Linked DNA regions of Mus musculus: all the other regions are linked to region 4. The links are chromatin contacts, called in public Hi-C and HiChIP or PLAC-seq maps. All regions are on one chromosome and are shown on one strand. The core of a region is the stretch at or near the end of the contact, and the rest is flanking DNA. Distances in the headings are between cores, read along the strand shown. Region 1 holds the start of Wwc2 (WW, C2 and coiled-coil domain containing 2). Region 2 holds the start of Rwdd4a (RWD domain containing 4A). Region 3 holds the start of Cdkn2aip (CDKN2A interacting protein). Region 4 holds the start of Slc25a4 (solute carrier family 25 (mitochondrial carrier, adenine nucleotide translocator), member 4). Region 5 holds the start of Stox2 (storkhead box 2). Region 6 overlaps Gm31692 (a long non-coding RNA gene). Region 7 has its middle 49 kb from the start of Gm39171.

Region 1 (3,342 bases), core at 67-2,566, 1.8 Mb after region 4:
CTTAGATCTCTTGTTTGCTTCATTCAGCTCTCCAGGTAAGAACAAAATGCTTATATCGCTGTGCAAAAACTAGGCTAAGCTTCAAGTCTGGGCTACCCACAGCTGTGGTCAAGGTTCCCTTCCAGTCTCCGTGCCACTTCACAAGGAAAATCTGACCAGGTTTCCAGGTGAGGAACCACGGTTAGAAGCAAAACTCCAAAACAGTGGTTTGTTTTTTTAATCTTAGGGGCAAAGCTACGAAGGTCGAGCCAGGAGTGGGACCCTCTCTCCACGTTCAGACCCTAGGACATGGTTCGGGGTGCGCCCTAGGAAAAGCTTGCAGTCAGTGCCCAGGAGCTAGGTATGTAAGGCAGGAGAGATGCCACAGGTGGCCCAGATGACTAGTAATTCACCATCACTTAGGCCTCCGGGAGGCCCCGAGCTCAGCGTGCCTCAGAGGTCGAAAGGTGCCCTCTCCCTCCATCTGACCAACTTTAAACAGCACACAGGAGGTCTAGAGAGGGGTCAAGTACCCACACACACACACCCTGAGCCGGCTAACTGGACTCAGGGTGCCAACCCAGGGCACCAATCCGGCCCTTCCCTTGGGACAGGGAGTGTCTACAAGTCCCCGAGGGGTGTGGGGAAGGCAGTGGGCAATGGGGCCCAAGAAGGGGCGCCTGGCGGGCAGATACAGCCGCGCCTAGGCCGACCGTCCCGCGCCTACCCCGGAGCCCCTCGGGGGGTGCAGGGCCGGCGACGCCCCACGCCCCCGGCGCCCTCCAGGTCTCCCAGACAACAGCCACCGCAGCACTTCCCGAGGCGGGTCCCCGCACCCGGCCGGGGCCCGGCCACCCACCTGTCCCGGGGGTCGATCCAGCTGGTCCTCCTGGTGTTGTGGTCGATGTAGAAAACCTTGCCGTCGTAGTCCCTGGCCTCCTCCCAGCCCCGGGGTAGCGGCAGCTGCCCGCTCCCGGCCCTCCTAGGCATGGTCGGCGGCCTCGCCGGCGAGCGGCGCCTCCATAGGGACCGGGCGCGGGGCGCGGCGGGAACGCGGGTGCCGGCGAGGGGCGTGCGGGGCGAGGGGCACGGCGAGCTACGCGCGGGGAAGCCTCGGGGATCCCTGCTCTCAGCCCTGCCGGAGATCAGTCCACCATGTCTGCGTCGGAACAGACGAGCGAGCCCTCCTCCTCCTCCTTGCCGCCGCTGCCTCCGCCTCTTCCTCCTCCTCCCCGTCCCCCTGTGGCCGCCGAGGGTCGCGGCGCCCAGGCTGCCCCGGCCGACGCCGTCTGGGCTCGGATCCGGGAAGCTCCGCGGAGCAACGGCCCGGCGGCGACTGGCCTGCTCATTTGCATGCGATTAGCATGCGCTCCGCCCCCGGCCCGCCCCGCGCCCGCCTCATCTGCATGCACATTCCTCGCCGCCACATTCCTGAGCTTAACCCTGCAGCTGCCGGGGCGGCCGCGGCGGGACGCGGGGCTGAGCCCGGGCGGGGGAGGGGAGCGACGAGGCCAGGTGGGAGGCGGTAGGGCGGAGGAATGCACAGCTCGCTCCCTCCTCTGCAGCCCGAGATGTCCCCTCTCCGCCAGACCCTTTGGGGATTTAGAGGGCTTTCTGGATGGAAAAAGAAGCCAAAGAAAAAAAAGTCTGCAACCTTCTCAACCTCTTTCCGTCTTCTAGGGAAACCACAAGACTTTCGAGAGGAAAGGGTGGGGAATGCTGTCCTGGGAAGAAGTCCCAACAAACAGTAAGGGCACAGAACGCCCCCACCCCCCCCACCCCCCCCCCCCCACGCCGCGCCCCGTGCCTTGGCTGTTCCCGGCGGTGGGGAAGTGTGCAAAAAGCGCTGGGAGTGTGTCCGGGGCGTGTCCGGGGCCGCGGCGCCCCCGAGCCTTCTGCTCAGTCTGGCCCTCGGTGACCTCACCAGGGCCTCGCGGGCCTAAGGGAGCAAAGTAAAGGCGGGTCCCTATCCATGAGAGCTGCGACATGTCCGCCCCAGTGGCCCACGGGGCAACTCCGGCCTGATCCTTAGAAGCGACAGGGCCACCCCGCCACTGTCGCCGCCAGTCAGCCCCGCGCGGGCCCTAGGGGTCCGAATCACCGGTGCTGCCCCGCCGGGTCAGGGGGCTGCACTGGCGGGGTCAGGGCCCTGTGCATCTGGCGTCCCCTTCTGGGTTTAAATCCAAGGGACATGGCTGCGTCCACTATCCAGTCCCTTCCTTCCAACTCTCTGTCCCGGGAAGTTCTCCACCCCAGTCCCGGACCGGGGGTGGGGGGTGGGGTGGCAGAAGGGGTTAATAATCACTCGGAAGGGGGCCAAGGCGGGAGTCAGTGGCCACACTTTGCTTGATCAAGGGTCCATCTGGTATGAGGTGTAGATCTCTCACAAACATTTATTTATTTAGCTATTAAGTGCTGATCGGCCCTGGGTAGGAGCCGGATGTCAGACTCCTAAGACGACAAAGCCTTGGCAGAGTCAAGACACTAAGCTTGCAGTGTCCCTTGTCCTCAGTCTGAGAAATAGCCTTTCGTCCTCAACCTTTACAGCCTGCTGTGCATTGCCAACCTTGTCAATATTCTCCCAGGCCTCTAAGCAGATGCTTTTGAAATGGCAGATTTTAGGAAGAAAGGCCCCAGAGCTCAATCCTTCACCTCTTGGTCTGAATTCCCTTAACCAGACCTGCCAATGTAATAACTTCAGGACCTAGCATTGGGCAGGACATTTTCTGTGCCTGGGCATTTGCTGAAGTTGTGAATAGAACTAGACAGTAAGAACCAAGCTCTGAATCAAGCTTCCAGAAGGGGACTCCACGTGCCTTGAAGGGGGTTTTAAAAAAAGGAAAGGGGTTTATTCTCAATGAAACAGTTTATGCAGCTGCAGACACTTGAAATCCCCAGGAACTGGAAAACCAGGTGTACCTGGGACGGACAACCAGAGAGAGGCAGAGGTTCTCAAGAGAAACCTCTCATTTTCTAGGTCTTTCCCATAATGCCAAGGCCCGTGGAAGCTGGTTTTTGTGCTTTGTTGAGGGAAGTTTCTGCTTCCTAACCTGTATTCTGCCTCAGCCTATTAGCAGTAAGATAATCAGCCAGGGTCCTAGCTCTCAGTGGGTGGAGGGATCCTGTCTAAAGTTACACTGCCGAATGTGTAATTCTCTATGTTGGCCCATTCACATGGCCAAGATGTAGCCAGTGACTAACCCAAACTATCCTAATTTGTGGCTTCCTTAGTGAGTTTCTCCCTTCCCCTAAAGAATTTGAAGATATTTATTGTGCTAGCATGTCGACACCTTACATCTCAACCGTAAGAGTGAAGCACATAGCTGTTGCAGTAGGTCAGCTTGCTTCCGTGGAATGAATACT
Region 2 (3,108 bases), core at 550-3,049, 1.3 Mb after region 4:
TACCTGAAACGCTAATCACCTTTACTAATTAGCTACCTCACACTCAAACGCTAAAGGAACAATGGATAGTGCAACATGAGTTGGAAAGCTTGCCAGAAATGATGTATCTACACCATAAGCTTGCAGAACTGCTTCAAAAGACCTTTGGGGAGGGTTGTGCTATGAGGGCAAAGAAATCCACAGCTTCTGGGGAGTAAGATGAAGAGCAAAATAGAAGTGGTCAAAATATAATATGGCTACCATATCTGCCTAAAACCAAACAGTCTAGATGAGAATGTGAAAGGGCCTTTTCCCTTGATCTTAGAGGCTCCAAAGAAATAGCTGTGGCCCTTGAATATTGACCGGCTATAAGGGGAAGTAGAATAAACTTGCAAAGTTTTAAAATTAGCACCACCTGAGAGGTATACAGCATGAATCAAAGAAAAAAAAAGTCAAAATTTCCAGCAGTTATGTTAGAAGGGAAAAGAGAAGTTGGCTCAGAAAGCACTCCTGAAAACCCATCATTGGAGAGGCAGAGGCAGGGGGCAGTTTCAGGCCAGCCAGGGCTATGGAGATATCAAAGACAGCCTCCCAACTCCCCCCCAAAAGAAAAAGAAAGATGTGGGATTTTAGATATATTCTATTTTAGCCAACAATATTTTCCAAACATCATTATAAGTTATCGATGAACTTGTAAAAACCTATTTGTGCATTGTCTTCAAGCCTGTGCGTATTTTATAGGAACTGCACACCCTCCGTTAAACTAGCAGATTTCAAGTGCTCTCTAGCCTTCCCTTAGTTACTGGCTCTCACAGCTGACAGTGTAAATCTTTTCCAACAACGTCATGAAAACTACACCAGCAATCCCGGCTTTATTCTACCTTACAAGCTTGGACACTTGCAATGGTCCTGACTATGCTGTAGGAAAATTTAAAAAGGAACGGAACAGGACAAGTGTTGACTGAATAGATTTCAGTGACACACAGGAAAGAAATCGCTTCCTGATTTCCCGGAAAATAATGGAGAAACCAAGCAAACCATTGACAGAGAGGGAACATGGAGAAGTACAAAGTTAAGTCCTCAGCACCAGATCACCTCGTCAGTGCAATCTATCATAGAAGAGAAACAAGCTAACCCAATCAGAGTATCTACTAAAGAAGACGGCTATCAATAAACAGGTGGTTTGGGATGCAAGTCACCGGCTAACAAGCAAGGATTCAGAGACATCCGATTGCAAAACGCTCAAATGAAGAACCAAAGGGCTGTCCCTAGGATCTCAGCATTAGGCTCTAGTAGCTGCCACTGGGCAAGGAGAATAACCTCAAAGTCCTAGAAACTGACATTATTTTCCTCCACCACTCCCACCTCTCTGGCAATAATTCTTTGCAGGGGAAGGAGAAACGCCAAGATTGCATCGGTGGACGCCAAGGGGAAACGCAGGCCACCAAGCCAGCCGGGATAGCCTGGCCTGGAAGGTCTCTGGGCCCAACTCACCCTGGCCGCACGCCCTGGACCCGCTGCAGCTGCGGCGAGTCGCCGTCAGCCCCGAAAGAGGCAAGAGAGCCAGGCAGGGGCGTCTAGGAATGCGGCCACCGACAAGCAACAGCCCCAGCCGCAGACCGGGCGACAGAAGGCGACACTTCCTTTTCCCCGCCTCCGCTGGCACAGGAAGCACTTCCTGGGCTTGAGTGACAGCACTCCACACCAGTCCTGGAATAGAACGGGTTTCCTTGTTAGGAAGGTGTTCCATTTCCTAGAGGAGAAAGAGTTGGGGGCGGAAAGAGAAGGAGCCAATAGGAGACGCGATCGTGAGAAGGGGCGGGGCTTCCTCGGTACCGCCCATCAGTAACTGGTCAGAGGTCTAGGTGTCCCTTAACGTGATCCCGGTTCCCGATCACACATAACGCGATCCTGGGTTCCCGGCCCACAATCGACTGCCGGTGGCTTGGTGCTGCCGAGGATCTGGAGCGCACGAGGTCGTACCCACGGCTGCGAGGAGGATTTCTCTAGACCGAGGCGCGGAAACGGGGTGCCCCGGCCTCCCGCCCGCTGCCCGCCCGTTCATCGCGGTAGCGAACGCCGTGCGCCCGGCACGATGGGTGCCAACGAGGACCAAGAGGTGAGAACCCAGGACTAGACACCCCTGTCCCGGCGCAGGTCACGACGTGGAGCACCCAGACTTCGCACGTGTCCTTTGCTCTGAGAACCTTCTTCGCCTGTCCGGATGTCCCACGTTGGTGGTTCCCCTGCCAGATAGCACTGGGCAACCTTATGGCCAGCAAGCACGAATGGGTTACGTGAGACTCAGCCTCCCGCTTCCCTCATTTGTCATTTTTGTATTTAGGTCTTCCTAGATTTCCTTGGTAAGATGAGTGTCCTTGGTCCACGACCCTAGAGCACTTGGCCGTCCTTAAATCCCTTGTGTGGCTTAGCGCTTGTGTGTCGAGTTATTCTGTCTTCAAATCTGAACGCCTTTAAATTTGAAAACTTGTGGTCTCGTGGAAAGGGTCGATCGAGTAAGTAAAATCTCTACAGAAAAATGAATGACCCTGGTGTTTCGGTTTCTGTCCATAATGCTCAGTGAAGTCACTCCTCAGTCTGTTGTTGAGGGATATACAATATTTTTGAGCATCCTCATGTCAATCAGAATTTTGTAGTTTGTGTTTTGGTTTTTGTTGTTGTTGTTATTGGTGGTGGTGGTTTGTTTGCTTTGCAAAATATCAAAGTCGGAAGGAATAGGTCCTATAAATCACCTGTCATTGAACTTTCCAACTCTGTAATGTGTCCAGATGAAAAAGGAAAAAGAGCACCCTAGCTTGGTGAACGTGGTAGAGTAAGGATTAGAAGATAAATCCCACCTGGCGGTAGTGGTGTACGCCTTTAATCCCAGTGTTAGGGTGGCAGAGGCAGGCTGATGTCAGAGTTTGAGACTAGCCTGGTGTTCCAAAAATGCCTTCTCAAACAAAGAAGACAAATCTTATGTAGCAGTAGACTCCTTGTGTAGTAGTAGATACATAGTAATTTGTTGTTTGTTTTGAATATGTTGCTTAAAAATTAACATTTGACAATGTGGGTGTTAATAGAATCTAGACTACAAATACTCCATACAGGAACCCCACATTCACAAGG
Region 3 (3,338 bases), core at 783-3,282, 1.5 Mb after region 4:
TCTGTTGTCTGTTATCAGTGGACTGGGTCATATGACTATTCATACTGGACTTCAACAGGGAAGAAACAAATGACGCTGAACCACGTTTATGTGGAGCTTCTGACTCCAAAGCCTTTCCAGACCCTGCGGTTACCTGAGAGGAATTGCTGCTGCTCTGGCTGCACACAGATCTGTCTCCTTCACTTGTGGCGCTATCCTGATGGGAGCCACTGGAGCTGCTCCGAGCTGAGGTCCCACCACTCTCGGATTTGGTGGACGACCCCCTGGACGGCGAACTGTTTTCTTGCTGAGCTGCTGAACGATCCGTTTTGGCAGATTTTTTCCCATGATCTCGCTCAACTGAAGAATTGTTTTTTCCTTCTACGGCTCGTTTTTTGGATGGCTCCTCTACCCCTTCTAGAAAGAAGAAAAACACAGGTATTTTACTAAGAGTCCTAAAGACATGACAATCAACAAAACATTCATTTAAAAATCACAGAGAGTGGGGTGGCAGCAAAGTGCCTTTCATCCCAGCATTCAGGAAGCAGAGGCAGGCATGACCCCTGAGGTTGAGGTCAGCCTGGTCTATAGAGCAAGTTCCAGGATAGGCTGGGCTACACAGAGAAACCCTATCAAAACAAAACAAAACAAGACAAACAAAAGCACAAAAAAATTCTTTTTTCAGAACCAGTAGTTTCTTTTAAAATATGGAACAACTTCATTAGTATGTTAAAACAGTATCAATTAATATGATTAGTTTTTAATATTAAATTAACAGCATCAGACATTGGACTTGAAAATCTAAAAGTTAATCAAATTCAGCACCAAAACAGACAGACAGACTCAGACAGACACACATACACACACAGTGTAGCTTTAACATTTTAACTAGATTAATACAGCATACACATTCTGGATTGTTAAAAAAAATTAGTAATGACAGCGATTCCTAATTTTATAAAGCATATTTTCTAAACTCCTATGTATGTTCACATCTATGATCTGCTAACCATTGCTACTTGATATCCCTCTTTTCTTCACCTTGGCAACCAGTTCGTCTCGTGTGGTATGGATTGGAGCATCTGTCACTTTGATGCCTTCAGCCATACTAAGAATTTTATCCATAACTTTTTGAGGGTACCTGAAAAAGAAGCAAAAGTCGCTCTCAAGAAGTGGTTTGTTTTTGTTGTTGTTATGCTTTATTTTTTTTTTTCCGAAAGTACTGGCAGCGTGAGGAATGCAGGAGTGCGCAGACTGCATTTCCTGGTCGTGATCAAAGTGTACGAACCGCGCGACAATCGAAGATGGCCCAGACGAATGCCCTAAGGGCTCGGGAGGCGGGTCTGTGCCAGGGAACCTTTAAACTCGGGGTCTCCCGGGCAGATACTGTCAGCTAAGCACCAACAACTCCATCTGCCGGGCGCATACCACCCGGACGCCCGGCAACTGTGAGGTCGGGGACAGCCCCGGACGCCCTTCCTGCTCTCCCTCCGAGGACCCACAGTGTCACACCGATTCCCGCGCTTCCCAAGCGGCCCTCCCCAGCGTCGCCGGTCCCCGCGAAAGCGCTCCCCGGCCAGCGGCAGGGGGCGTGGAGCAAAGCCCGGAAGGCTGGCTGGAGAGCGACGCTCCCTCCACTCACCGGCACCCTAGGAAGACATGGTTCGCCCAGGCCATGGAGAAGGAGACCAGCTGCTGGAGCTGCCGAGTGCGGGCTCCGCTCTCCGCGTCCGCAGTCTCGTCGGTGGCGGGGACCAGGTCCCCGGCATTGCGAAGCAGAAACTCCCGGCGGTGGCGCCAGTGTTTGTCCGTCTCGCCCTCGCAGCGCAGCGTCTCCACCCAGGCGGCTACCCGCGGGTTTTGGCTCAGGTACTCGGACACCTCCTGCGCCATGTTGGGGACCCTGCGGGACGGGGAGAGCGCAAGCGCACGGAGCCCCGGGGGCGAAGCGGCCCTGTGTCAGCGCGGCCTGCACCGGCGGCCCTCCCGAGAACGCCCCTCCAGGAGCCCAAACCCCAAACAACAGAACAAGGCGCCGACGAACCGCCCACTTCCGCCGGCCACCGCCTCGCTCCCTTTTATAACCTCGCCGCCGCCGCTGCCGCCGCGCGCACACGCGACCTTCCGGCGCGAGCGCGTCCTCCCAGGATGCTTTGCAGCGCCCAGTCGCCAGCGACTCGCTCGGCGGTCGCGCCGGCGGAGGCGGGGCCGAGGCGACTTCAGCGGCCAGCGGCCCTCCCCGCCCTCGGCGCCTAGGGGCGGCCGCTGGGGCGTTCCGCCGGCGCTTTGTGACGCCGCGCTCCGGGGGGCCGGGAGAGGGGGGCGGTGGGACAAAGCGGGCGGAGCGCGGAGACCTGGAGGCGTCCGAGTTGCCGCCCCGCCCCTCCTGCGCGTTCCGCCCTCGGACGCTCGCGGTCGCACGCGGCCAAAATAAACAAAAGCTGGCTTCCGCGCCTGCGCCCTGCCGCGAAAGCCGCTGAACCCTTGGGCCCGAGGCTCGGAAGGTCTCCGGGCGTTTGGGGACCTGCGGATGCCTTGTGGGATGGGGACAATAAAAGTACCGAGCACGGTTGTAACTTAACGACGAGCACAAGCGGCTCCTCCAGTTGGATCTAACCGGCTCTTTGAAACCAGGCCTTTGCGCTTGCGCCCCACGATCTGGCTGGGTTTCCGCGGTTTCTTAAGTTCCTGGTTCAACCCGCTTCCTCTCCCTTAACGCTTTTGGTCCCCGAACTATAAATGACCCCGTGCCAACTGGTTTTAACTGTTAATCCCGGTTGGACCAAAATGGAAATGTATCTGCTTATCTCGTCCTGGCCTCAGTCCTCAAGAGCAACTGCTTCTGCATTTGTTTTGTTTTGTTTTATGAGTTCGATTTTTTGCTTGCATGTGTGTCTGTGCTACATGTGTGGGCCTGGTGCCCTTGGAGGCAAGAGAGCAATGGCTCTCCTGGAGTTGAGTTGACCCAGGATTTTGAGCGCCCTGTGGGTGCTGGGAATTGAACCCAGCGCCCTGTGGGTGCTGGAGGTCTTCTCTAAGATCTCGTACTACTGAGCCATCTCTCCAACCCATGGATTTTTTTTTCTGGCGTGTTTATTAACATTTCCAAGTCTAGGTATGTGTCAATAAATCAAAGGATCAATGTAATAATATGAGATAGTGATAAATTATGTAATTGAATTTTCCCTCAATAGATTTTTGCGTTTTGTTGTGAAAATGCTTAAATCAGAATAATCACGCAAAAATTCAGTCATTTGGTTACTAAACTTGATAGCCATGGGCCTGTGCCCCAACACTGTTCAGCTCCAATAAGGCAATTAGAAGGGACACGTTAGTAGTGGAAAGCAGGAAAAGGCTTT
Region 4 (3,184 bases), core at 323-2,822:
GTTTGCTGGCATGCTGGACCTAGTTTGGGGTGGGAGGGAGGAAGGGGTGGCAGAGGACAGGCAGAGAGAAGGGAAGACAGAGGGGGAAAAAGGATTTGTATTTCCTCAGTTTTTCTTATTTTTGTTTTGAAAGGATAGGGTCATCCTATATAGCCCAGGCTAGCCTGGAACTAAAAAATCATCCTGTGTTGCCTCCCAAATGCTGGGATTATAAATGTGCACTGCTATGCCCAGGGTTCCTCGCCCATCTTTCACTTTCAAGTGACAAGGGAGAATTCCAATTGTTTTTTAATGTATCAGGAAATCAGTTACCAAGAACATACCAATAAATGTTAGTTACTTGACTAAGCTAAAAAGCAGTCCAATTTCTCGACATTATAAGGACATTTGAGCGAAATTCCCTGCAGGCTTATGGGGAATGGCAATAAAGATCCCTCCCTCAAGGGCTCTTAACATGGTGAGCAGATGACAATGTCCCTGCTTTACTCGAATGTCCCCCGAGACAAGGTTGTCTTAACAGTAGGTGTCTGAAAATTTTCAAGCAGATAATTCAAGTGATTAGTGAGTTACTACTGCCGTGGCCAATCTGTTGGAGCATTTTGTGTTATGTTTAAATGCCCAAACGGCTCTTCCCCATTGAACAGCGTTTGCCTTTGAGATGGATCAGATGATGATGGCAGGCCCCTTCAATGACCGGGGAGAAAATTATATGGGGACAAGATGGCCAAGGCGGTCTGAATTTATCCTGAATATTACTTCTGGATTTCTGCCTCAGTGTCTCCATCTGTGAATACGGGCCAAGGACGATTCCTATCTTGCAGAGGTTATAGGAAAGATGAATGAAATCAATGTCAAGTTATAGCGCAGCGCACGCGACATAGAGCGAACCCCAGTCAATGATTAATCTGATGCTTCAATTGTCAAGGGTGGATGCAGATAAGAAGGTGCAGAGGATGTGGCCAAAGGGTGAGGCCCGCCTAAGAGGCCTTAGATGGAATGTCGCTTGCTGTACCGGGCACAGGATCTGGCTCGAGGTAGACCAGCTTCGGGGTGGGTTTCCATATATAGACACCCCAACGCGGGCGCCACCCGACACCAGGAATCTGCCACTGACGCTGGACCTGTATCTGCGTAGAGGGCACCTTCCCCTTCGCCTAGGCCCCGGGCTTGCGGCCTAGCACAGATTTTTCCGCAGCGTCGCGCGCGCCCGCGCCGCAGCATCCCCGCGCCCCGCCCGCATCCCTGCGCCCTGACGCGCGCGCCCCGCCCCGCATCCCCCCAGCGCCCTGCCGCGCCCCGCTCGCGCCCCCAGCCGTCCTGACCTGCAGCAGCAGTTTGACCCTCTCGATCGGGGCGACCGCCGTCTTGGAGACGGCGGCGGCGATGCCACCTGCCAGGAAGTCCTTAAGAAAGCTCAAAGCCTGATCCCCCATGCTGAAAGCCGGGCGCACACAGCCTGCAAGGAGCCGCTCGTTTGCTCTTGCCTACGCCCGGCCAGGCACCGCCACCCCGAATCCGTCCCTGCACGACGCGAAGGGACCGCCCGCCTGACCGCAGCCCTCCTTATATCCCCGGCTCGGCGTCTCGCGAGAGGAGGAGGGACCCCGGCGAGCGCGCAGCGCGCATTGGCTGGGCTGGTCCCTGGACAGCCCCTCTCCATCCCCCTCCTTTGCAGAGGGCATTGGGGGCGAAGACGCTTCCGGGAGCTAGGGGTGGGTTGGGGGCTGTGCCTGCAGCTTGGGACGTTTAAAGGGCAAATTCATGCTATCTGTCCCAGCGAGCCGAGGGAACACCGTGTCTCTGCTGCATGTGGACCGTTGTATTTATAGCTCACGAGGGTTTAGCCTGGGGACGACCTGGGGACAGAGAGGGGGCCCCTTGATGCTTCAAGGGAAGCTCTTTTTGACCTCGATCTTGCACCACGGTGCTTTTGGCCAAGAAGGTTTCAGGCTTCCACCCCTTCCCGTTGTCAGGGCGTTTCCAACTAGAGCTCCCTGCCTGGATTCGGGCCTCTGCAGAACTCTGCGTTTCTGCAAATAAATCATACTCCTCCCAAATACATACTAACATCTTTTTAATGCCATTATTGCCTCATAGTAGAGGGCAAGCTCCTGTCTCCGACTTCTCTCCATTCAATCCTTGAACCATTCAGTCAATAGAAAATATGTATGCACCGGGCACTCTGCGCCATCAGGGAAAAAGAAAAAAAGCAGAATGCAGCGGCGCTAGGTGGATTCTCAGTTTGGCAGTGAATGTGGATGTGTGGCTTTTCTGTTAACTCGGCCTGTCACACTGACACACAGGCCGAGGACTCCTAAGGAAAAGACTCTCCTTTATTAGCTCCTAGTCTCTCTCAGCTCTTGGGATTCTCTCGTGGACAGACCTCTAAAGGGCTTGAATGCGTGCTCAGCTCTTAATGGAATCTCAACCGTATTTCGTGCAGGATGGTTCCAGTTGGCTGGCGGCTTCTTAAGGATCAGAGTCCTCAGACTTTTGGGAAGGTCGACTCCTTGGCTGTGTCTGACTCTATAACAGACAGCTTGAGGTTGGGGGAGGGGGGCCGAGGCACTGTCTAATCCCAGGAAAGTGATTGCAGTTTTTTTTTGTTGTTGTTGTTGTTGTTTTTTGTTTTTAATACATGGATGTGAGATTTCGTTACCCTCACCTCATTTAAGGCAGTTCAAATATAACTGTGCATATTTTCCATACTGCTGCCCCTTCCACAAGAATGAGTGCTATTAGGGTTTTTTTGTTGTTCTTTTCTTTTCTTCGTTTAACTTCAAGCCCCTTACTCTGTTCTTTTCCCACATTTGCTAACCTTCGTTTGGACATCGGTCAAGGCAGTTCATCTTTTTAAAAGTTTGCTGATCTATGCATATTTCATGTTAGGTGCTGACTGAGCTGCACCTGTGTGTCGCTCAGAGCCTAAAGACTTACTAGAGCAGAGGTCACTGGCGGGATGCCAGGAGCACATAGGTGATGTATTTATTTGCAGTTGGGAGAAACAAGGCTGGGACCCGTTACCATGTTGCTGGAGGTCAAAGAAGACACACGCATAGACAAACATAAAAGGCATCTCTGTGTTCCTTCACCAGATACCAACTGAGCAATCACTGTGTACCAGGAAGTGTGGCCTCTAAAGGAAACGCAAGTAGCACCTTGAGCCACCTCCAAGGACCTTTAA
Region 5 (3,302 bases), core at 776-3,275, 1.1 Mb after region 4:
ATGAGCTCCACGGCATAGCTCCTGCATACAAATTGAAACAGACTCAGACGGACATGGGCAGAGCTTCCCCCTGCCTCGAATCTCCAGAACGGTGCAAAGAACCTGTTCCTTTTTTTAAAAGGGGGGGAGGGAGTGTTTAAATATCCTCTAAGCCATAATGCAGGCAGGCCCAGGCGAACCTGGTATTGCGGGCAACCCTGGACTAAGGCTCGCCTTTCACAAAGCTCAGGGAAGGCTGCAGCCATCCTATCTCCCTGCAGACCAGATGCTCAGCTCAATCCCCCTCCCCGATTTTTACCTAAAGAATAGCTCTCCAACCCCATATTGAGAGGGCCTGCTGTGGATCTTACAGAGGTACAAAATGGTGGATGGGAGCTAATTTTTCCCTGCTCTCCCCATACATAACTCGGCACATCCATCACCGCAGGTCCTCCTCTACCCCAAACCCTCAACTAGCCGCGGCGCAGCAATCACAGGCGGCGGCTGAACCGTGCTTTACCAACCTGATGTCATGTAGCCCCTAGAAGCCTGGGGCGCGAAGGCCGCGGGGAAGCGCTTGTGCAGGCGGTAGTCCTTCTCGCTGCGGGACCTCATGCGGTCCGAGGCCCGGTCCGAGAAATCCGAGCTAGGCCAGGCTCGCCGCAAGGTTGTGCTCCGGGTCTTCTTCATGGTGGGAAAGGGCGACCCTGGTGCCCCGATAGTAGGGCCTCAGCGCCAGGGCGCAGCGCGCTGCTTCATCCGTCTACCGAGGCCACGACCCGGGAGGACTCTGCGCACATTTTTTCCCCCAGCCCCTCTTCTCGTCGGTGTCTACACCGCCGGCGGCAGGTCCGGCCCTCCCCACGCCCCCCCACACCCCCACGGAGAAGGCTCGGATTTTACACTCGTCCCACAATGCATTCCACTTCATTTGCAATCCGCCGGGCTTCCAGCTTCCAGATTCCTGAGGGGGAAGGCACGTTGGGAGGCTCGGCGGCCGGGAGGGGGCGGCCCGGGTGGGGGCGCCGAGACTTGCAGCGTGGAAGCAATGGGAGCGCAGACAATGGCCCGATTCAGCGCAGGAGTGCTTAGCCAACTGTGCGCCACAGCACAAAAGACCCAAACAAATGAGGAAGCCGAGGCCTCCGGGGGCCGACCCGGGATCGCACGCCCCGGCAGCTTGACCGGTGGGCGGCAGCCCCAACCGCACTAGGAGGCTTCAGCGCGAGGCGTGGGGATGACAGCGTCCGAGTCGCGTCCCCCTGGACCTCCCAGCCGCGAGGGCCGCAGTCCCCGGCGCCCGCTGTCTCTGCTTCTCTCTCGCAGTCCTCGGGAGGCAGTCTTCATTCCAGAGGCTCGAACGGGGGGCGCACGGGAGCACCGGGACCGCCGCTGCGACAACGCAGGAAGAGCCCCGTTGGGTGCTGGCGACCGCGGCGCGCCGTCAGGCTTCCTCCTTCCGAGGCTGGCGGGGGCGCGGGAGGGTGGGGGCGCGTGCCGACACGCGTGGGTCCCCCGCCGCAGGCATACTCTTACTCACGGGCCGCGGTGGCTGCGGAGCCCGGCGATCGGCCCCCGCGCGAGGCCATCGCGGCTCGGGGACTAGCGCGTTGCGCTCTGGCACCGCCGAAAGCGGGACGGCTACCCAGTGTCATGCTAATCTCGGGGCAGCGCGGAGGCTCGGCGTAGATCCCCGCAGCAAAGCCCCAGCGGCGACGGCGACGGCGGCGGCGGCGGCGGCGGCGCGGGGCCTGGGCCCTGCGGATGACACCGCGCGGATCGTTCCACGTCTTTCCGATGGTCCCTCCCCCTCGCTCCGAGGGCTAGCCTTCGTGGGAACGCGCTGATCTGCGGCGCCCGGCCTGGTCCACCTGCGCCCAGCCGGAGACGCGGGGCGCCGCGAACGCGCGGGGACGCCAGGCCCACGCCGACTGCCACGCGCCAACGGCCTGCGCCCTCTGCGATCCTGAGTGGAAGTCACTCCCCAATGGCCTGGTTGCGCTGGCGGGCCCGGGGCCTCTGCACCGCCGGGCCCTGCACAGCTGCTTATGGTCCAAGCACCAATCGCTGCAGGACAGCGGTGCGCGCGGAGGAGGGGGCGCGGGCCAGACGCGAGGTCACGCCGAGTTAAAGGCGCCCGGCCTGGCCGCCAGCCCCGCCACGCGCCGCCACTCCCATTCTTATCCACCACTCTCACCTCCCCATTTGGGTTGCCAAAAATGCGTTTTGAGCTCTAAACAAGGAGAATAAACTTGATTGCCTCTGGAGGTGATCTGTCATTTCCCGTTTGAGCTGGGTGGTTTTTTTTTTTTTTTTTCTTTCTTTCTTTCTTTTTTTTTTTTTTCCTTTTCTTTAATGCATCTGTGACAACGAGACGTTCCCAATCATTTTTAAAGGTGGCATTCCACGCTGATGGGTGACAAGATGCAGAGCCAGCAATAGGAAGCCTTCATGGAAACGTGTATTCAGCAGTCGGAGGGCCCTAAAGGGTTAAGATTCAGGAAGCTCTGGCAAGACATCCAGGAGGCAGAAAGGCAATGAGATCTAGAAGGGAGGCCATCATCCATCTCCAGTATGTGGCTTGGTAATACATAGCCAGAACAACCTCTCTGTGGATACCAAGGGGGTGGGGATAAAAAGCCACAAGTCGCATATAAAACCTATAACTACATCAAGCAATATTAATTACTAACTACAAACCTATTAGCTAAATGTTTAGCGACCTCCTTTTAGATTCAAGACAAGCCTTTAAAAGGTACCCTTTGCTAAAATGGCAAGGAACAGAAAGACGACTGGTTTAGAAGATCAATGTGTAAAGGGCCATAGAGGTGAATTTTTTGTTAATGTTTTCACGAATGGGCGTTACTGACATTCAGGTATCTCAAATCAACAAAACATCAGTTCTCAAGACACCAAAATGGTCACACAAATTTTTGCAGTAATTATGACTTAAGAGGGATTGTGATCATGTGACAACTTTGGTATTCATTCACTGAGCAGATTAAATAGGCAACATACCAAATATGGTCCCATGCAATGAATGGTCCAGCAGAAAAGAAATGCAGGAAGCTGAGTTAAAGCCAAAAGTTGTGCCACATTTTATAAAGATGCATTAACCTCTGTGAGGCATGCCAGTAGCTGGGGCCTAGAGCATGAAGAGCCCCTCAAAGAGTGAAGGGATTGGTGTCCAGGGCCATGGGAACAAGTGCGACGGTCCTGAAGTCTAAACCAGTCTTGGTTTCTGTTGGAAGAAATGCAAGAAGGCCAGTATGGCTGGAGTCAGAGCTGAACAGGAAAGCCGTGGGCGGTGAGGTCAGAGAGAG
Region 6 (3,118 bases), core at 164-2,663, 1.5 Mb after region 4:
CTGACGACTCTAGCTTGTGTCAAGTTGATATCAAACTAGCCAGTATCAAACTAGCATGGCATGGCATCCACATCCGTACCCAGTAGGGACTGAAGGATGCTGAAAGGACCTGGAGGCCAGATATGCTTTGATATGTTAAATAGGCGCCTCAGCCTTGGCCCTGATTTGAAACTTAGCAGGAAGGGACAGGGCACAGTCACAATTTGAACGGAGCAAAACCAAACTTCAACTGTGTAACTGCAGTGTCCAGTGTCTGGGAGTCACTCAAGATCTTCTGGGCTCCTCCAGGGCTTGGGCCACTTCTCTGGATCCACCCTCTGCAGCTCACGCAGCCCGTCTCCTAGGCTTTGGATAGCTCCCCTCCACTGCTGCTGCTGTTCTCGGTGGTCATCCCATGGTACTGGCATCTCCAAAACGCTGGGATCTGGTGCTGTAGTCAGACATCGACTGAACACTGAAGGCGGGTCTTCACTTCCTAATAAAAGTCTATTTTCCTGTGCTAGAAAGATGACTCAGCGGTTAAGGGCACTTATGACTCTCGCAGAGGGGCCTCTGTTTGATTCCCAGTACCCACAAGGTGGCGCACAACCATCTGCAGTATGAATACCTGAAAGAAAAAGAAATCTAAAAAACCTCTTGAAAGGTCAACTATCTTGGTGTAAGTGAAAACTATTTTGATATTACAAATAGCATTGATTGGGGGTAGACGTTGTTTTACATAAACAGAAATAAGTTTGAGGCCAACCTGGATTACTTGAGAACATATGTCAAAACAAATAAAGTACTTATACTACTGTCATATTTCTGCCCAACACTTTTTCTACTGTGTATCTTTTTATAATTAAATTTACAACGTATATATTAATTTGCATTTAAATGATGGGTAAATAAAATTCCATCATTTGAAAACAGTCCTGTCCTTGGTTATTCGGATTGGTTTTAGACTTTTTCTTAAATATAAGGGTTAAATGGCCATCTCATGCTTATCAATTTTTCTCTAGTTTTAAAAAATATTTCCTTAGTAGACGACCCTTGGGAGAAGACAACTAGGTAGGCGCTCTAATCGCCGGTGGGCTCTTCTCTTCTGCATTCCAGTTTGCACCAAAACCGATTGCTTCCCTTAGCGCCTTTTGTTTTCTCACTGTGGGATTTCCTATTTTTCTGCAGTGGCACTGACAGTCAGCACAATGGCCCCTGCGGTTCTAAGCCACAGTTCTACTTAAAAGAGAAACCCTAAATTTGCATCTGGACTTCTGCTGCGGTAAGTTACCGAAAGCTAAGTAAAGGAAACCCAGGAAAAGTGAGAGTCAGGACGCTAGCTTGTCGGAACACCTTCCCCACCTTCGGTCGAGACTGGGTCTCTTCCTGGCAAGAGGGGATACTTTGACAAAGGGAACAAAGGACAGGCTGGGCGCTTGCCCGGTCCTGTGACGAAATAGCAGGTTTCAGTCCGGCACCTTCCCGTCCCCTTCCTTTCCCATTATTACTTCGCGTGGTTTTATAAATACCCACACCCAGCTTCGTTTTCCTCAAGCACAGGACGTACACTCTTGAAGTTTTTCCTTTAGCTTTGACTCCATCGCCATGAGATTTAAACTCTGAGAAAAGTTTATAACTAGGTGGCTTAACGGGGCGCTGCGCAGGCCTTTAATCCCAGCGCTTGGGAGGGTAGAATTCAAATGGGATCTCTGAATTCAAGTGACAGCCAGGGGTACATAGAGAAACCCTGCCTCGAGAAAAAAAAAAAAAAAGACAGACTTGCCACACAAGGATGAGGGTGTCAGTTCTAGGCCCCAAAATCCACTTAAAATGTTGGACCTGACCAACACTTTATCGGATGGAAAACTGAGGCTGCCGGTCTTGCTGGCCTCACCTAGCTCCGGGCTCAGTGAAAGACCCTGTCTCACAGAGGTCTATATGGTGGAGTGTGGCAAAGCAGACCACCCAATGTCCTCTAGACACGTGCAACAGCACACATACATACACATACACCGCACATATTCATACACACACACACTGTTGAGGCAAACTGCATCTTGTGTTCTGATTTAGCAACAGATATCACGTGATATAATGTGGAGAGATAACAGTGGATATATTGTACTTGTGTTTTATAAAAAGATAAGGCAAGAAGAAATGTGTTTGGTGGCTGTGCGGTGGGGTGCCTCTGCGGGCCCATGCTGAGCCATCCCTTCCCCGTGAGGGACTAGCCACACGACAAGGGCGTTATAGTATAGAATAGAGTTTATTCAGGGCAATGGGGAAGGGAGTTGAGGAAGTAGAGTTAGAGAAAGGCAGAGAGAGAGAGAAAGGAGTAGAGGCGGGCCATGAGCACGTGGGGAGAGAGTGGAGAGGGTAATGGGGGGGGGGGGCGAGCAGGAGCAAGAGGACAGAGCAAGAAAGAGCAGCCCCTTTTATAATGAGCCAGGCACACGCAGCTGTTGCCAGGTAACTGTGGGGCGGAGCCTAGACTACACGCCCACAGTTCTTCCAAAGGACCTGAGTTTAGTTGCCAGCACCCATGTTGGGCAGCTCCACAAGCACCTGTAACTCCAGCTTCAGAGAGATCTGATGCCTGTAGACTCTGAGGGCCCCTGCTCTCATGCGCACACGCGCACACGCACACATCCACACATAATACAGATAAGAGAACCAGAGAACTGACGATACTAACACCTTTACTTTTATTCTCGCTCTGGGTACTACTTCGAGAGCACTTGTACTATAAAGTACTATATATTTTTTTGGCTTGTAGAAACCAATCAAGTAGTCAGAATTTACAGACAACGAAAACTAATAAAAGAGTAAAAGAGGGCATCATTGACTTATGGTGCATTTATTTAGTCGGCACATCAAAAATGTCACTGAAGAATTCAGAATTTCCATCAAAAGGTCATATGTTGTATAATTGTGCAGATAAAAGTTCTCAACACGAGAGCTAAAGGATGAAAATGAATCTCTAAAGATTCATATAAATCTGGATGAAGAACGTGTCAAGGATGTGTGCTCTGAAGGAAGGAAGAGAAGGCACAGAAAACCGGAGTGTCTACAGAAAGAATGGCTAATGGTGACAGTAATCAGAACCTCTGTGAACTGTCATCCACCCAAAAGTGAGACT
Region 7 (3,429 bases), core at 21-2,520, 1.2 Mb after region 4:
AAGATGATGAAAACACTCACGGATCCACAGCTGTGAGGTCTCTCAGAACTGAGTAACCACGTTCCTGAGCATGTACTTGTAGTCAGACAAACCATAGCAAACTCATCGCACCGAGGAGAGTTATCTGGCCCCTGAGGTAAGCTTATCCTACTAAAATTCCCATTGCCGTTGCATCTTGTGTTTTAATCATTTTCAGTGGGAGCCTTTGAGCTGAGAGGATCCCTGACAGTTTTATAGAGTCAACGTACAGGACATGGCCACCCCACACAGTGCCCCAAATACCCCGCTTATGTAAGTCTCTGCTTGCTCTTCCTGGAGCAGCAAACGGGCCTGTGACCTGGTTCTGCCTTTCTTCGCTCGCCCCCTAGTGGGGAGACTAAGGCTGCGACAGCAGCTCGAAGAAGAGGAAAAGAGCCTGGAGAAAGGTGTCTAGGACAGGGAGACGGGGCTGGGCTGCCACAAAACCAGAAAGGACGGATACTTAAGGCAAAACATGGTATTTTCCCAAGTTATATAGAATTTTTATTTTAAATTATGCATGCATGCTCAAAAGAAATTAGCCCTTCATCCACCTGTTGGAACTAACGAGCTAGAGCTCTCAAATTTAGACTTGACTCTTAAATGAAAGAAAAATTATATATGTTATTGCATGGGACATCACTTTTCACTCAATACACCCCCACACACACTGCCTGGCAACTAACACACATACATATGTTCTCTCTCTCTCTCACACACACACACACCAAGAAAAGATGTTTGCACCCAGACTGTGTGCACAGCAAGCCTCTCTGGTGTCACTTGAAGCCAGTGTTTTACAAAAGAAACCAACAAAGAAAACCCTTAGTGTGTTGTGTGTTCAGCCAAACTATTCTGGACACAATACCAACAAAGGGTGGGAACTCTGAGCAGCCGCCCTGCCGTAACTCCTTCTGTAGACTCTGCACCTACATTGTTCTTACAAGATGAGGCCTCTTTCTCAGATGTAGCTTATAACAAACAAAACAATCCCAGCATTGCAAATGATTGCCATGAGATCACTAACAAAAGTGTGTGCCGTTATGTGGAAATCACGAGAAGCCAAGGTGAAAGGTCATGGTTCTAACTCCGAACTTCAGTTTTCCTCCATAGCCCATAGTGTAGCCTTTCATAAGGTCACAACTTTCCCAGCTACAAAAATTAGAGACTTGAAAGCTTCCCTCAGAGTTTCTACCCTGGCTTTGATTATCTTAAAAGAAAGTGTGGGCACTATGCCTTCCATTTCCTATGGTCATGGTGCCCTCTAGTGGCTTATAGGAGCTATGACATGTGTAGGTTGTGCTTTCTTTTCTTTCCTCCTTTCCTTTCCTTTCCTTTCCTTTCCTTTCCTTTCCTTTCCTTTCCTTTCCTTTCCTTTCCTTTCCTTTCCTTTCCTTTCCTTTCCTTTCCTTTTTCCTTTCCTTTCCTCTTTTCTTTTCTTTTCTTTCTTTTCTTTTTAACCTGGGAGAACGGTAGGTACAACCTTTCAGTCAATTTGTCTAACCATGGTAACCAGGCATCTGGTCAAATATCCATCTAGATGCCACTGTGTATGTTTTAGATGAGAATAACACTCAGTTGACTCTGGGAAAAGCAGATTACTCTCTCTGATTTGGATAGATGGCCATGGGAACTCAGGCAGCAGGCACCTTTCAGAATCTCCAGCCCCGATCTCCAGCTTGTCTTCCTGTCCAGTTTGGCCCGCTCTGTATGTGCCTGTGTGTCCGGGGAGGAGAAATATGTGTAGAGGGGATGTTCTTGGGGGTAGGAGACAGGGTGCATAGCACTGAGTCTACATCCTATGTCTTTGGAGAACCGTAACAGGGAAAAGGGAGTAATAAATCAAATTACCATACATAAATGTAACAAATTATACACAAATGTAACAAATTATCATACACAAATGTATCATTCCGGGCCATCGGAAAACATTTTTTTTTCTTTTTTAGTTTTTTTTCGAGACAGGGTTTCTCTGTATACCTCTGGCTGTCCTGGAACTCACTTTGTAGACCAGGCTGGCTTCAAACTCAGAAATCCGCCTGCCTCTGCCTCCCGAGTTCTGGGATTAAAGGCGTGCGTCACCACGCCCAGCTGAAAACATTTTAATAACTACAATGACCATAAAAATCATATTAAAATAAAAATGACCCAAAATTTAGTATGTAGTTTTACTCATGTAAAAGTTTTACCTAAATGTGAAAAGTGATTTTCTATTTTACTTTTAATTTTGTATGATCTGCAGGATCAAAATTTAATTTAATCTCATAATGTAAAGTAAAAGTTTTAATGAAGATATTGACAGGTGTGATGGCTCAACAAGCCTTTAGCCCTAGATCTCTGTGAATTCAAGGCCAGCCTAGTCTGCATGGGGAGTTCCAGGCTAGCCAAGGCTACACAGTAACTACTACCCTGTCTCAATCAGTTAAAACATCAAACAGGTATTTGTATTTTACTTTTTTAAAGGATTTATTTATTTATTTATTATATGTAAGTACACTGTAGCTATCTTCAGGCACTCCAGAAGAGGGCGCCAGATCTCATTATGGATGGTTGTGAGCCATCATGTGGTTGCCGGGAATTGAACTCAGGACCTTTGGAAGAGCAGTCAGTGCTCTTAACCGCTGAGCCATCTCTCCAGCCCCTATATCTTAATTTTATGACAGCACTAGTTACAATAGCCACAGGTAAAATTAAACCAGGTAAATATTAGCAACAAATTCATAAGTATATTGTAATCATGTAATGAAGTATATTATTCAGCCACCAAATGAATGAATGAAACTTTGAATCTGCTACAACATGAACTTATCCTAAAATTATTATTTTTAAGATTTATTTTTATGTATATGAGTGGTTTGCCTGCATGTTTGTACACCATATGCATGTATGTACTCTAGATATGTACCTGGTACCTATGAAGGCCAGAAGAAGGCATCAGATTCCCTGAAACTAGAGTTATGGGTGTTTGTGAATCACCGCATAGGTACTGAGAACAGAACTTAAGTCCTCTGTAAGAACAGCAACTGCTCTTAACTACTGAGCCGTCTCTCCAGCCCCCTGAAAATATTATTCTTAATGAGATATGCTGGGTACAGAAAGATAATTACTGCATGATAGCACTTATAAACCGGACCAAGAGTAAACAAATGTGTAAAGACCGAAAGTGGAACAGAACCTAGCTGGGCTGTGGAGAGGGACTTACAACTTAATAAGCACAGAGTTTGGGGGTTCATGAAAAATGTTTTGTTTCAGAAGGAGTGACGGTGGATGGTTACTGAACTGTGTGATCAAGACGATAAATGGTATATGTGGTTGACGATAAATGGTATACGTGGTTGACCACAACGCTGAGAGATGCTCCTCCCACTCTGTGGGGCTGCAGTGGGGAACCGTCCCCACTCTGATGAGCCC

The links. A called contact is a pair of places that touch in the nucleus more often than the background predicts. HiChIP or PLAC-seq counts read pairs in DNA pulled down with a chosen protein or histone mark.
Region 1: an H3K27ac HiChIP or PLAC-seq map of extraembryonic endoderm stem cells shows a contact between it and region 4, with 6 times the contacts expected there. The contact joins the promoter of Wwc2 here to the promoter of Slc25a4 in region 4. A contact is called at or near these places in 4 of 39 promoter capture datasets (hippocampal neurons, liver and pre-B cells), 1 of 484 Hi-C or Micro-C datasets (uterus) and 2 of 115 datasets of contacts at active chromatin or transcription factors (extraembryonic endoderm stem cells and pancreatic cancer cells).
Region 2: a contact with region 4 is called in a Hi-C map of B cells, with 9 read pairs. The contact joins the promoter of Rwdd4a here to the promoter of Slc25a4 in region 4. A contact is called at or near these places in 3 of 39 promoter capture datasets (the HPC-7 cell line, hippocampal neurons and pre-B cells), 2 of 484 Hi-C or Micro-C datasets (B cells and muscle stem cells), 2 of 115 datasets of contacts at active chromatin or transcription factors (astrocytes and double positive thymocytes) and 1 of 9 other capture datasets (adipose tissue).
Region 3: a contact with region 4 is called in a Hi-C map of CD8 T cells, with 6 times the contacts expected there. The contact joins the promoter of Cdkn2aip here to the promoter of Slc25a4 in region 4. A contact is called at or near these places in 1 of 484 Hi-C or Micro-C datasets (CD8 T cells), 4 of 115 datasets of contacts at active chromatin or transcription factors (astrocytes, embryonic forebrain, pancreatic cancer cells and 1 more) and 1 of 9 other capture datasets (adipose tissue).
Region 5: a contact with region 4 is called in an H3K27ac HiChIP or PLAC-seq map of cardiomyocytes, with 5 times the contacts expected there. The contact joins the promoter of Stox2 here to the promoter of Slc25a4 in region 4. A contact is called at or near these places in 2 of 39 promoter capture datasets (liver and pre-B cells) and 3 of 115 datasets of contacts at active chromatin or transcription factors (cardiomyocytes, embryonic forebrain and large pre-B cells).
Region 6: an H3K4me3 HiChIP or PLAC-seq map of embryonic forebrain shows a contact between it and region 4, with 7 times the contacts expected there. The contact joins the enhancer-like site here to the promoter of Slc25a4 in region 4. A contact is called at or near these places in 3 of 39 promoter capture datasets (hippocampal neurons, liver and pre-B cells), 1 of 484 Hi-C or Micro-C datasets (the G1E-ER4 cell line) and 1 of 115 datasets of contacts at active chromatin or transcription factors (embryonic forebrain).
Region 7: a contact with region 4 is called in an H3K4me3 HiChIP or PLAC-seq map of forebrain, with 9 times the contacts expected there. The contact joins the enhancer-like site here to the promoter of Slc25a4 in region 4. A contact is called at or near these places in 10 of 39 promoter capture datasets (the 3T3-L1 cell line, 3T3-L1-derived adipocytes, the HPC-7 cell line and 6 more), 1 of 15 datasets of contacts at CTCF or cohesin (large pre-B cells), 7 of 115 datasets of contacts at active chromatin or transcription factors (embryonic forebrain, embryonic limb bud, embryonic stem cells and 3 more) and 2 of 9 other capture datasets (adipose tissue and embryonic stem cells).

The regions. Positions count from the first base shown.
Region 1 is chr8:47,989,228-47,992,569 of GRCm38.p6, forward strand. Wwc2 (WW, C2 and coiled-coil domain containing 2) reads right to left here and starts at 1,317. Exons shown (of 23, transcript NM_133791.5): 1 at 839-1,317. The coding sequence starts at 969.
Region 2 is chr8:47,531,846-47,534,953 of GRCm38.p6, forward strand. Rwdd4a (RWD domain containing 4A) reads left to right here and starts at 1,800. Exons shown (of 8, transcript NM_203507.3): 1 at 1,800-2,098. The coding sequence starts at 2,075. It overlaps Trappc11 (trafficking protein particle complex 11), which reads right to left and starts at 1,625. Exons shown (of 30, transcript NM_177240.3): 1 at 1,474-1,625.
Region 3 is chr8:47,711,899-47,715,236 of GRCm38.p6, forward strand. Cdkn2aip (CDKN2A interacting protein) reads right to left here and starts at 2,033. Exons shown (of 3, transcript NM_172407.3): 1 at 1,622-2,033; 2 at 990-1,120; 3 at 1-396. The coding sequence starts at 1,872.
Region 4 is chr8:46,209,490-46,212,673 of GRCm38.p6, forward strand. Slc25a4 (solute carrier family 25 (mitochondrial carrier, adenine nucleotide translocator), member 4) reads right to left here and starts at 1,573. Exons shown (of 4, transcript NM_007450.5): 1 at 1,323-1,573; 2 at 1-19. The coding sequence starts at 1,433.
Region 5 is chr8:47,287,377-47,290,678 of GRCm38.p6, forward strand. Stox2 (storkhead box 2) reads right to left here and starts at 2,026. Exons shown (of 4, transcript NM_001114311.1): 1 at 504-2,026. The coding sequence starts at 669.
Region 6 is chr8:47,689,573-47,692,690 of GRCm38.p6, forward strand. Gm31692 (a long non-coding RNA gene) reads right to left here. Exons shown (of 6, transcript XR_003947547.1): 2 at 1-607. It overlaps Gm31638 (a long non-coding RNA gene), which reads left to right. Exons shown (of 3, transcript XR_378945.3): 2 at 1,168-1,261. Among named protein-coding and RNA genes, the nearest start is that of Gm31692, 4.3 kb to the right of the region's middle. Within about 2 kb of position 1,414, at least 73 of the 459 cell types and tissues checked have an H3K27ac peak or open chromatin away from gene starts, as enhancers often do. A contact at or near this core is called in the G1E-ER4 cell line, embryonic forebrain and liver, where this site is marked.
Region 7 is chr8:47,370,556-47,373,984 of GRCm38.p6, forward strand. It overlaps a transcript of Stox2 not described here. Among named protein-coding and RNA genes, the nearest start is that of Gm39171, 49 kb to the left of the region's middle. Within about 2 kb of position 1,271, at least 30 of the 459 cell types and tissues checked have an H3K27ac peak or open chromatin away from gene starts, as enhancers often do. A contact at or near this core is called in adipose tissue, forebrain and hippocampal neurons, where this site is marked.